Regions from separate parts of the Rattus norvegicus genome. Here region 1 is linked to region 2. The links are chromatin contacts, called in public Hi-C maps. All regions are on one chromosome and are shown on one strand. The core of a region is the stretch at or near the end of the contact, and the rest is flanking DNA. Distances in the headings are between cores, read along the strand shown. Region 1 holds the start of Pygl (glycogen phosphorylase L). Region 2 overlaps Pygl (glycogen phosphorylase L).

Region 1 (4,253 bases), core at 540-3,039, 42 kb before region 2:
GCAGAGGGATTATGGTGGTGGCAGCCTGAGGGGTTGGCCACATTGCACCACAGTCAGAGAGAGGCGAGCACTGTTGCTTTCTCCCGTTACTCATTCCGCAACCCTTTCCCACGGGATGGTACCGACCACCTTCAAAGTAGGTCTTCCTTTCCTCATCTTTGAAAACACCCTCGCCTGCCCAGAGCCATGCCTGCTTATCCTTATTCCAACTCCAGTCAAGTTCACAATGAAGATTCATTACCACAGAACTCAAAGATGTCAACTTTAACAAAATAAATAAATAAATAAACAAAACCTGCTAGGTTTTGCAATTCGCCAGAGGACCTTCTCACTCAGGTTCCCCTCACACCTCCCCACGTGGCTCTTAAGTCAAGCATTCTGACCAAGCTCCGCACTCACTCTTAGCTCTGGATATTTATGTCTTGTTCAACTCCAACCCTTTCCCTATTTCATAGGGTCATTTTCATCTGTCCCAAAGGCTAGAGACAAAATCCTGGAAGCTGGAAGGATCCAGATCTGAAAACACAGCCAGACCTGTGAGAGTAAAACTTTCATTTTTAGGGTAATAGCTGTTTTGGTATGAATTAAGTAACCAAACTCCTAGTCTGATCTTTACTCAAAATAATTAGCTTTGTTTAAAAAGAAAAAAGAAAGAAGGAAGGAAGGAGTGACAGACAGAAAGGAAAGCAGGCAGGCAGGCAGGCAGGCAGGGACCCTCTAGATGGCTCAGCAGGTCAAGGCAGCTGCCGACAAGCCTGGCCACTCGTGACCCACCCCAGCAACCATCATGAAAGACCAGAGAACCAACCCTGGACCTCTATGTGTCTGTGTGCACATTTGAGGACACACACATACAATCACACACATACATTTTGAAAAGAAATCTGACATCTTAACATGCCTCATGTTTACTTTTCCAAAGTTTAAACACCGTCACATCCAGATCTGGTGTTAAGATCACACACCAGTGTTTCTCCTGAACATAGCAACTGGATCTTTGAGTGCTCTCTTTCTCCCTCCCTCCCTCTCCCCCAACACACACACGTACACACGCACACACACGCACGCACACGCACACACACGCACGCACACGCACGCACGCACACGCACACGCGCGCACATGCACACACACGCACAGTCATACACACGCCCTTATTCCTATGCCTTATTTGGGACACTACAGACAAGGGGTCTCAAATGGAAATCTTGTCCCCCACTGAGACTAAAGCTTTCTCAACAGACCCCTTGACTTTTACACCAACTGTGGCCGACTACTGTGGGATGGCCCAGCCTGGTCTAGGAGTCAAGAAACCCTAGTCCTGTATCCACAGAAAAAAGAAATTAAACAACCGAGCCCCCCCTGCCTCCCGTAGGATACAGGATAGGATTTTGCCTAAGACTGGAAAGCAAGATGGGGGCAATTAGGGTTAAATCACACTAACCCTACAATGTCACCCTGCGAAACTACAGTGGAACCTACTGAGAAGAGCCAATGGCTTTGCTGGGAACTCAACTAGAGAGCCAGAGGAGGCTTCCTTCCACACCAGCAGATGCGGTCGGGGCCTCCGCGCGCTACGTGACCCGGACGTTCTGGGAGCGGCCAAGGGGCGGTGCCCGCAGCTGCAGCGCCGCCCAGGGGCTCCCACGCCCCCTGGGGGTGTGTTGCTCCGGAAGCCGCGGGTGGGCGGGAGCCAGGCGAGGGGCGGATCCCCACTCCCCAGAGCCTCAAAAGCAGTATGTAAGGTAAGGGGTGGACAGTCCTGCAGCCAGGCGACCGGCTCTGAGTTCCCGCCACCCGCAACCATGGCGAAGCCCTTGACCGACCAGGAAAAGCGACGGCAGATCAGCATCCGCGGCATCGTGGGCGTGGAGAACGTAGCGGAGCTGAAAAAGGGCTTCAATCGTCACCTGCACTTCACTCTGGTCAAGGACCGCAATGTGGCCACCCCCCGCGACTACTACTTCGCCCTTGCGCACACAGTGCGCGACCACCTGGTGGGGCGCTGGATCCGCACACAGCAGCACTACTATGACAAGTGCCCCAAGGTACCAAGCGAAGTGTATTTGTTCTCTCTCCACTCCATGTCCTGATCCCGAAGTCTAGGCGGGCAGTGGGACCTATGGGGCCATTCCTCCCACCTCCCCCGTAGCGCTGTGCCATCCTCAAGGCACCATTGTGCTGTGAGATAGGAGACAGGCTGGTGGCAAGAGCTTCCCTCTCCTGTGAACTAAGAAAACTATGGCGTGCCTACTCAGCACTTAACCAAGGGGCCCCGGGGCGCCTCCTATGCGATGTGTCTAGGTTCCGGGAGGTGTGGAGGGGCTGACAATCCGCTCTGGGCGCGCAGGGGCTGGGAGGGGCAGAAAAACATACAAAGCCTAGTTTTATAGGATCGCGCTTAATGTTTAAGGAAAGGAGAGGAAAATTTAGAGTTCCTCTAATAGTGACCCGGCCCAGGCCTCGGGGCTGCCCAGCCCAGCTATGCAGCGGAGAGGTAGGGAGGGCCGAGATCAGTGAGTGTAGACTGCAGTTCCTGAACTTTCTGATTTCTACCGGATGGGCCTTGCCAAGCGACTCACCTGAAGCTATCCCTCCCCTTCAGAGGCCTACCCCGGAGATGTGGGGGACACTGCCTTTCCGGGACGGCTCCTATTTCTACCAAGGGCCAGAGTGCGCAGTCTCTGGGGGTAGACTTGTAGAGGGAGAACACCACCCCATCATGACCAGTCTAGGAAGAGAACTAGAGCTAATGAAAAAGGTTAGGGAGGAGCCTGCAGGGAGAGGGACTGTGCACACAGTAAGAGTGTGAGACAGCCCCTTTAATGGAGGGTAGTGAATGTTCTAGAAGAGAAAGCTGGGGAAACTGGCTATGGAGTTATGTTGAAAAAGGTTAAAGCAGATCTTGGAGGCAATGGGAAATACGTCTATACACTTAGGAGGTGTTTCTAAAACACATAAGAACAACGAGAAAAGTTATGTCTACCATTTGTGCCTGAGAACTATAGGAATTTCTAAGACTGGGAGATAAACTCCCATAGTACGATACAGCCATAGTAGTTGTAGGAGCCTAGCAGACTGCGACCCAAACAGAACAACTGCTAATATGTATCCTTCCCAATCTAAACATTTGCTTAGAAAACACTTCAGGTCCACATTTGTGTACTGTATCTTTTTGTCGGTGCAACGTGCTGCACCTTGACTTAGAATTTTTAGAGGTGGACCCGAACTTGCCTGAGTTTGAGCGACATTTCAGAAACACACAAATGCAGGCGCTAGTCTGCAGCGTTTAGCATCATAGCACAGAGAAATCTGTTATTTCTCTTCCAGTGGTGATCTTCCTGGTTCAATGGTTAGTTTTTCTTGTCACTCTTCCTTCCTATACAAGGGCAGAGCAAGCGAGACAGGGTTACAATGCAGGGAAGCAGCGAAAATGTTGCATAACTCTTCTTAGAAGAGCTTGGGTGTTCTTAAAAATTGGTTTCACGTGGGTTGGTAGTGTTTGCTGCATGATGGTCTCTGTAGAAGCTGGACAGCTGCAGTCCTTGAAGAGAACTTGGAAAACTAGGAGGTGTGCACAAGCTCCTTCCCCAGCCTCACTCCCTGGTGCCTCGCTCCCTGGTGTGCCCACAAGTCACCTATTCCGTAGCCCAGTTCCTGTGTAAGCATGTCAAAGGTTTAATCATACTGAAGTCTCTTCCTGTCCCTCAAACTCAGCACACAGAAACTCAAGCCACATTCCTTGAAATCCTGACCTGCTCTCTGTGTGTTTTTTATAATATTTATTTATTTATTTATTATGTAATTATGTAGAAGTATACTGTAGCTGTCTTCAGACACAGCAGAAGAGAGCATCAGATCTCATTACAGATGGTTGTGAGCCACCATGTGGTTGCTGGGATTTGAACTCAGGACCTCTGGAAGAGCAGTCAGTGCTCTTAACCACTGAGCCATCTCTCCAGCCCTGCCCTCTGTGTTTTTTAATTTAATGGCTCCGTTTTACCACCATGACAGTCACTGCAGCCTAAAACTTGGGGCTAGCTTTTGACTTTCTTTTATAGTCCCCCTTTCAAATTTCTGCACACAGGCACCCCAAACTTCCTGCTCTCTTCCAGTCTCTGCTTAGGTGAGAGGCCCTGCAGGTCTGTTGTAATGGATTCTCAGCTGTGACCTCACTTTTCAAGAGCTGTAAGCTGGCATCCAGGGGCTGGCCATGGCTAGCAGACATATACTTCTGGGTAGTTGAATTCAGTGG
Region 2 (4,203 bases), core at 382-2,881:
AAGAGAAGAGATAGAAATCAACGAGAGAACTTCCCAGATGTTCAAAATCTGCCTTTTGGCTAGTTTACAAGACACACCAGGAGGGCCATTCCAGGGTTGGAATTTGAGATTTCTGTAACAATTGTAAAATTTTACATTATTCTAATTTAAAAAGCAAATCACCAGTGATTTGCATCCAACGAGTACCTACCGTGTAGCAGTTCTGCCTCAGAAGCTCAGGGTACCTGCTTCAGAGGTGGGAGGGTCCTCTCTGTGCTGAGCTCTGCCCGGCTTCCCTCAAGCAGTCTGTAACCCCAGGCCTCTTAACCGGAACTACACATCACAGTCACCAAGGCTGCTGTTTCCAAATACACATGACAACTTACCCTTCGCCCACAGCGATTCTGACCCAGTGGTGGGTAGAACTTTCCACTGATGTTTGAAAAACTTACCAAGATTATTCTAAGATTGAATCCCAGTGTAGTCGGGTAGGAACTGGCCTGGTAATCTTTGAAAAAATAGCAAAATAAATACCTCCCCTGGAGCAGCCTTGTCCGGATCATTAGACTATAGACCGAAAGAAGAGGGGTTTATATATGATTATGTAAAAAACGTGAGCTATGCGAAGAAGCCTCTGCATGCAGTCATGCTTGGGCGAATGGCCCTCCAGGTGTGTCTGTAAAAGCATGGGGTGGGGGAGGGGGGGATGTTAGCAAAGGCGCAAGCTCTGAGCTGAGACTCCAGGACCCCTTCCCAAACATCCCCTTCCATTCTTTTATCAAGGCAGGTGACTGTGGCTGGAGATGGCACAGGTTACCCCTGCCGTCGCCCTAGACAGCCCTCTGGGGTTTTCAAATGGATCCTTCGAGTCTGTGCTACTTTACAGCCAGCCTGCATCTTCTTGGCTGAGTCAGATGAATCTCCTAACAGAGTGTAGAGCCAAGTGCGAGTCTGTGGCTCTGAACATCCGTGGCGTTTCTGGAGCTAAGTAGCTCACGGGCCACTTCCATTCAGCCCCCACTTCCGTTCAGTCCCCACTTCCGTTCAGCCTGTACATACCAGGAGCTCAGAGGAAAGAGAACAGCTGCCTGGAGAAACAGAAATCAATAACATAAGGAAAGGAAAACATGAACAAGGGCAAGGACAGTCAGATCCACTGGGGCTTCCGTTAAAATTAAGCGCAAATCCAAACGGTGCCCATTGGGAGCACAGCAGTTCAATCATGCCTGAGTGATTCGTTAGTGCAGACTGCAGCTTTCGACTCTTGACAGTCATTGCATCGCTGAGGGTTAGTAAGCACAACGTGCATGGCTAGGAAGTGTAGGTGTTATCCATTTCCCTGGTTTTTAGGTTTATGTAGAAGTCTCCAAGCCTGAGTGGGCTGCCATGCTGTCTTGCCTTAGCTTATGGTAGGAAGGTAGTTTAATTCTTATGTTAAAAATGTCCTAATGTGTTAATAACTTTGAATAACTTCCAATAAACTCGCAGAGATCTAAAAAGGAAAAAGAGACTGTAAGCTAAATATATTTTTATACTCTTTTATTTTAAAAAAGTGTAAGATTGTGAAATATTTTTGATTGCGAATAAGACCTTAGTTCACCCTCTTTTGAAACCCCAGTGGGGTTGTGGGGATTCAGAACAAACCTAATGGGGCATAGGCCTTCAAAGGGAACACAAAGCTAAGTGGGTCAGCCAAGCTTTTGGTTGTTTCCCTGCTAATGTTCATGGGTTTTCAAACTTTTTGAGTCACAGGTTAAATCTCTTCGTTTGTCTGCCCACAGACAGTTATATTAGTCCCTCTGTCCACCTTTAGCTGAAGGAGAGGTTGTTCCATTTATTTCTAGGATTTGTTTTTATTTATGTGTGCCTCTGTGTGCGGATGTCAACTGTGTGCAGGTAGCCATGGAGGCTGGAGAGTTATGTGCTTCCTGGCGGGTGCTGGGAACTGAACTCAGGTCCTCTAAAAGAACGCTCTCAACGAGTGCTCTTAACCACTGAGACATCCATTCCTCCAAACCCAGGGCTCTCCACTTTTAATATGCTAACCAATTCGAGAATATTCACCCACAGAGTCATATTCTCTCTCTCTCTCTCTCTCTCTCTCTCTCTCTCTGCATATCCATGCAAATACTCTGGCTCACTTGCTTGCTTTCTTACCCTCTCTCACTCCCTTGCTTACTCTCTTGAGGAATAGCGTCTCTATATAGAGCAGGCTGGGTTTTGAACTTGAAATCTTCTTGCTTTAGCCTCTTGAAGGTTACAACAATCCCCCACCACACCATGCTCGTGGTTTCTCTTAAAATGAAAAACACTTTGTCATCACTAAGAGAACTACACTCTGAATTTGGAGAAAGTGCAGCTGCTCTGCTCCTGCAGGCCGTCAGCAGAGCAAGCTCCTTTATAAATCACTGTCCTTTGTCCCGTTTGGTTCAATGTTGGCCCGGCACACAGGCCCTGAACTGTACATGTATGTTATTCACAGAATCAAAAAGCCTGGAACACAATGGTTCTCAGAAACATAGCTGCCTCAGGGAAGTTCTCCAGTGACCGAACAATCAGGGAGTATGCCAAGGACATCTGGAACATGGAGCCTTCCGATCTGAAGATCTCCCTATCTAAGGAGTCCAGCAATGGGGTCAACGCCAATGGGAAGTAAATGCTAAAATATATTCTTATTCAATAACTTCTTACTGGACTTGAGTACTCTTAGAGCTTCCCTGAGTCTGTTTTGTTATTGAATGGTTAGTAAATGTATTTCTGTATTAGAGCTAAAAATAAAATGTCAACTTCGAGTTGTCAATCAGTAGCCTGCTAGGATTCCTTTCCTTAAAAGTAATCAGACCCACCAGAGCTCCCAGGGACTAAACTGCCAACCAAAGAGTACACATGGAGGGACCCACAGCTCCAGCGTAGCAAAGGATGGCCTTGTCTGGCATCAGTGGGAGGGGAGGCCCTGGGTTCTGTGGAGCCTTGATGCCCCAGCATAAGGGGAATGCTAGAGCAGTGAGGTAGGAATGGGTGGGTAGGTCGGGGAGCACCCTCTTAGAGGCAAAGGGGAAAGGGATGGGATGGGAGGCTTGCAGAGGGGAGACCAGGAAGGGGGACAACATTTGAAATGCAAATAAATAAAATATCCAATAAAAAAATGTTAAGGCATGAGGAGATGGCTCAGTGGTTAAGAGCACTGACTGTTCTTACAGAAGGTCCTGAGTTCAATCCCCAGCAACTACATGGTAGCTTACAGCCATCTGTAATGGGATCTGATGCTCTCTTCTGGTGTGTCTGAAGACAGCTGCAGTGTACTCACAGACAATTAATAAATAAAATCTTTAAAAAATAATTGTTTTAAATTTAAAAAAAGTAATCAGTTGGAAAACCACTTGGAACTGTTTAATGCCATTTAAATGAACTAAGATAAAATTTTTTCTCACACTATTGTTGGAGTTCAGGCTCCAGGCTGCTATCTGGGTCTGTTCAAGCTGCTATAACAAAAGGTGCTAGTCCAGATAACTTACAAACAACATAAATAGTGTCACAGTTCTAGAGATGTAAGTAAGATGTCCAAGATGAAGAGGCCCACGGTTCAGTATCTGATGAGATCCACTTTCTGGTTCCTAAATGGTTCCTTCTCATCCTGTCCTCTTCCCATGGAAGAGACAGAAAGAATTCCCTTAGACCTGTGTTTCAGGGACCTAATTCCATTCCCAAGAGCCTGGCTCAACACCTTTGAAAGCCTCTGCCTCCTGATACCATCATGCTGACAGGTAAATGTTAACACAGGAGCTTGGGGGCAGACACCACTTCCTATACCGGCATCCACCTTACTCACAAATATCCCTGGCAGGTTCCATAGCTGGCCATTTGTAGATAAGGTCAGATTGCATTAAATTCTGACTCTGCATGTTGAAGATTTGGCACGATTCTCAGAGCACATGATGATGAACTATAGAACATCTCACAGGGCTTTGTTTATTCAAATGGCCTGTGACCTGTGAAAGTCTCAGTGGCTTCAGGTCATCCAAGCAGCCCGGTGCAGTTCTGCATAAAGAAACCACCCGGCTCAGGTGAGGTTTGTGCCACATTCTCACTGGAGATTTCTGCTGGTCCGTTCCTTCATGCCCACTGCTGGCTCAGAAAGTCTCTGCAGAAAAAGGACTTAGGTCAGCTCACACTTGGGCTGACTAATGCCTGGTCACCGTTACAGCTCAGGGGTCACAGTTAGCA

What was found. Hi-C and Micro-C count contacts between places; a contact is called where the count stands out from the background.
Region 1: a Hi-C map of liver shows a contact between it and region 2, with 2.2 times the contacts expected there. The contact joins the promoter of Pygl here to the enhancer-like site in region 2. A contact is called at or near these places in 4 of 12 Hi-C or Micro-C datasets (the A7r5 cell line, frontal cortex, kidney and 1 more).

The regions. Positions count from the first base shown.
Region 1 is chr6:94,473,755-94,478,007 of GRCr8, reverse strand. It overlaps Pygl (glycogen phosphorylase L), which reads left to right and starts at 1,789. Exons shown (of 20, transcript NM_022268.1): 1 at 1,789-2,046. The coding sequence starts at 1,804.
Region 2 is chr6:94,432,134-94,436,336 of GRCr8, reverse strand. Pygl (glycogen phosphorylase L) reads left to right here. Exons shown (of 20, transcript NM_022268.1): 20 at 2,462-2,779. The coding sequence ends at 2,635. Abhd12b (abhydrolase domain containing 12B) reads right to left here. Exons shown (of 13, transcript NM_001395730.1): 13 at 3,942-4,120. The coding sequence ends at 4,093. Among named protein-coding and RNA genes, the nearest start is that of Abhd12b, 30 kb to the right of the region's middle. Within about 2 kb of position 1,631, at least 2 of the 93 cell types and tissues checked have an H3K27ac peak or open chromatin away from gene starts, as enhancers often do. A contact at or near this core is called in liver, where this site is marked.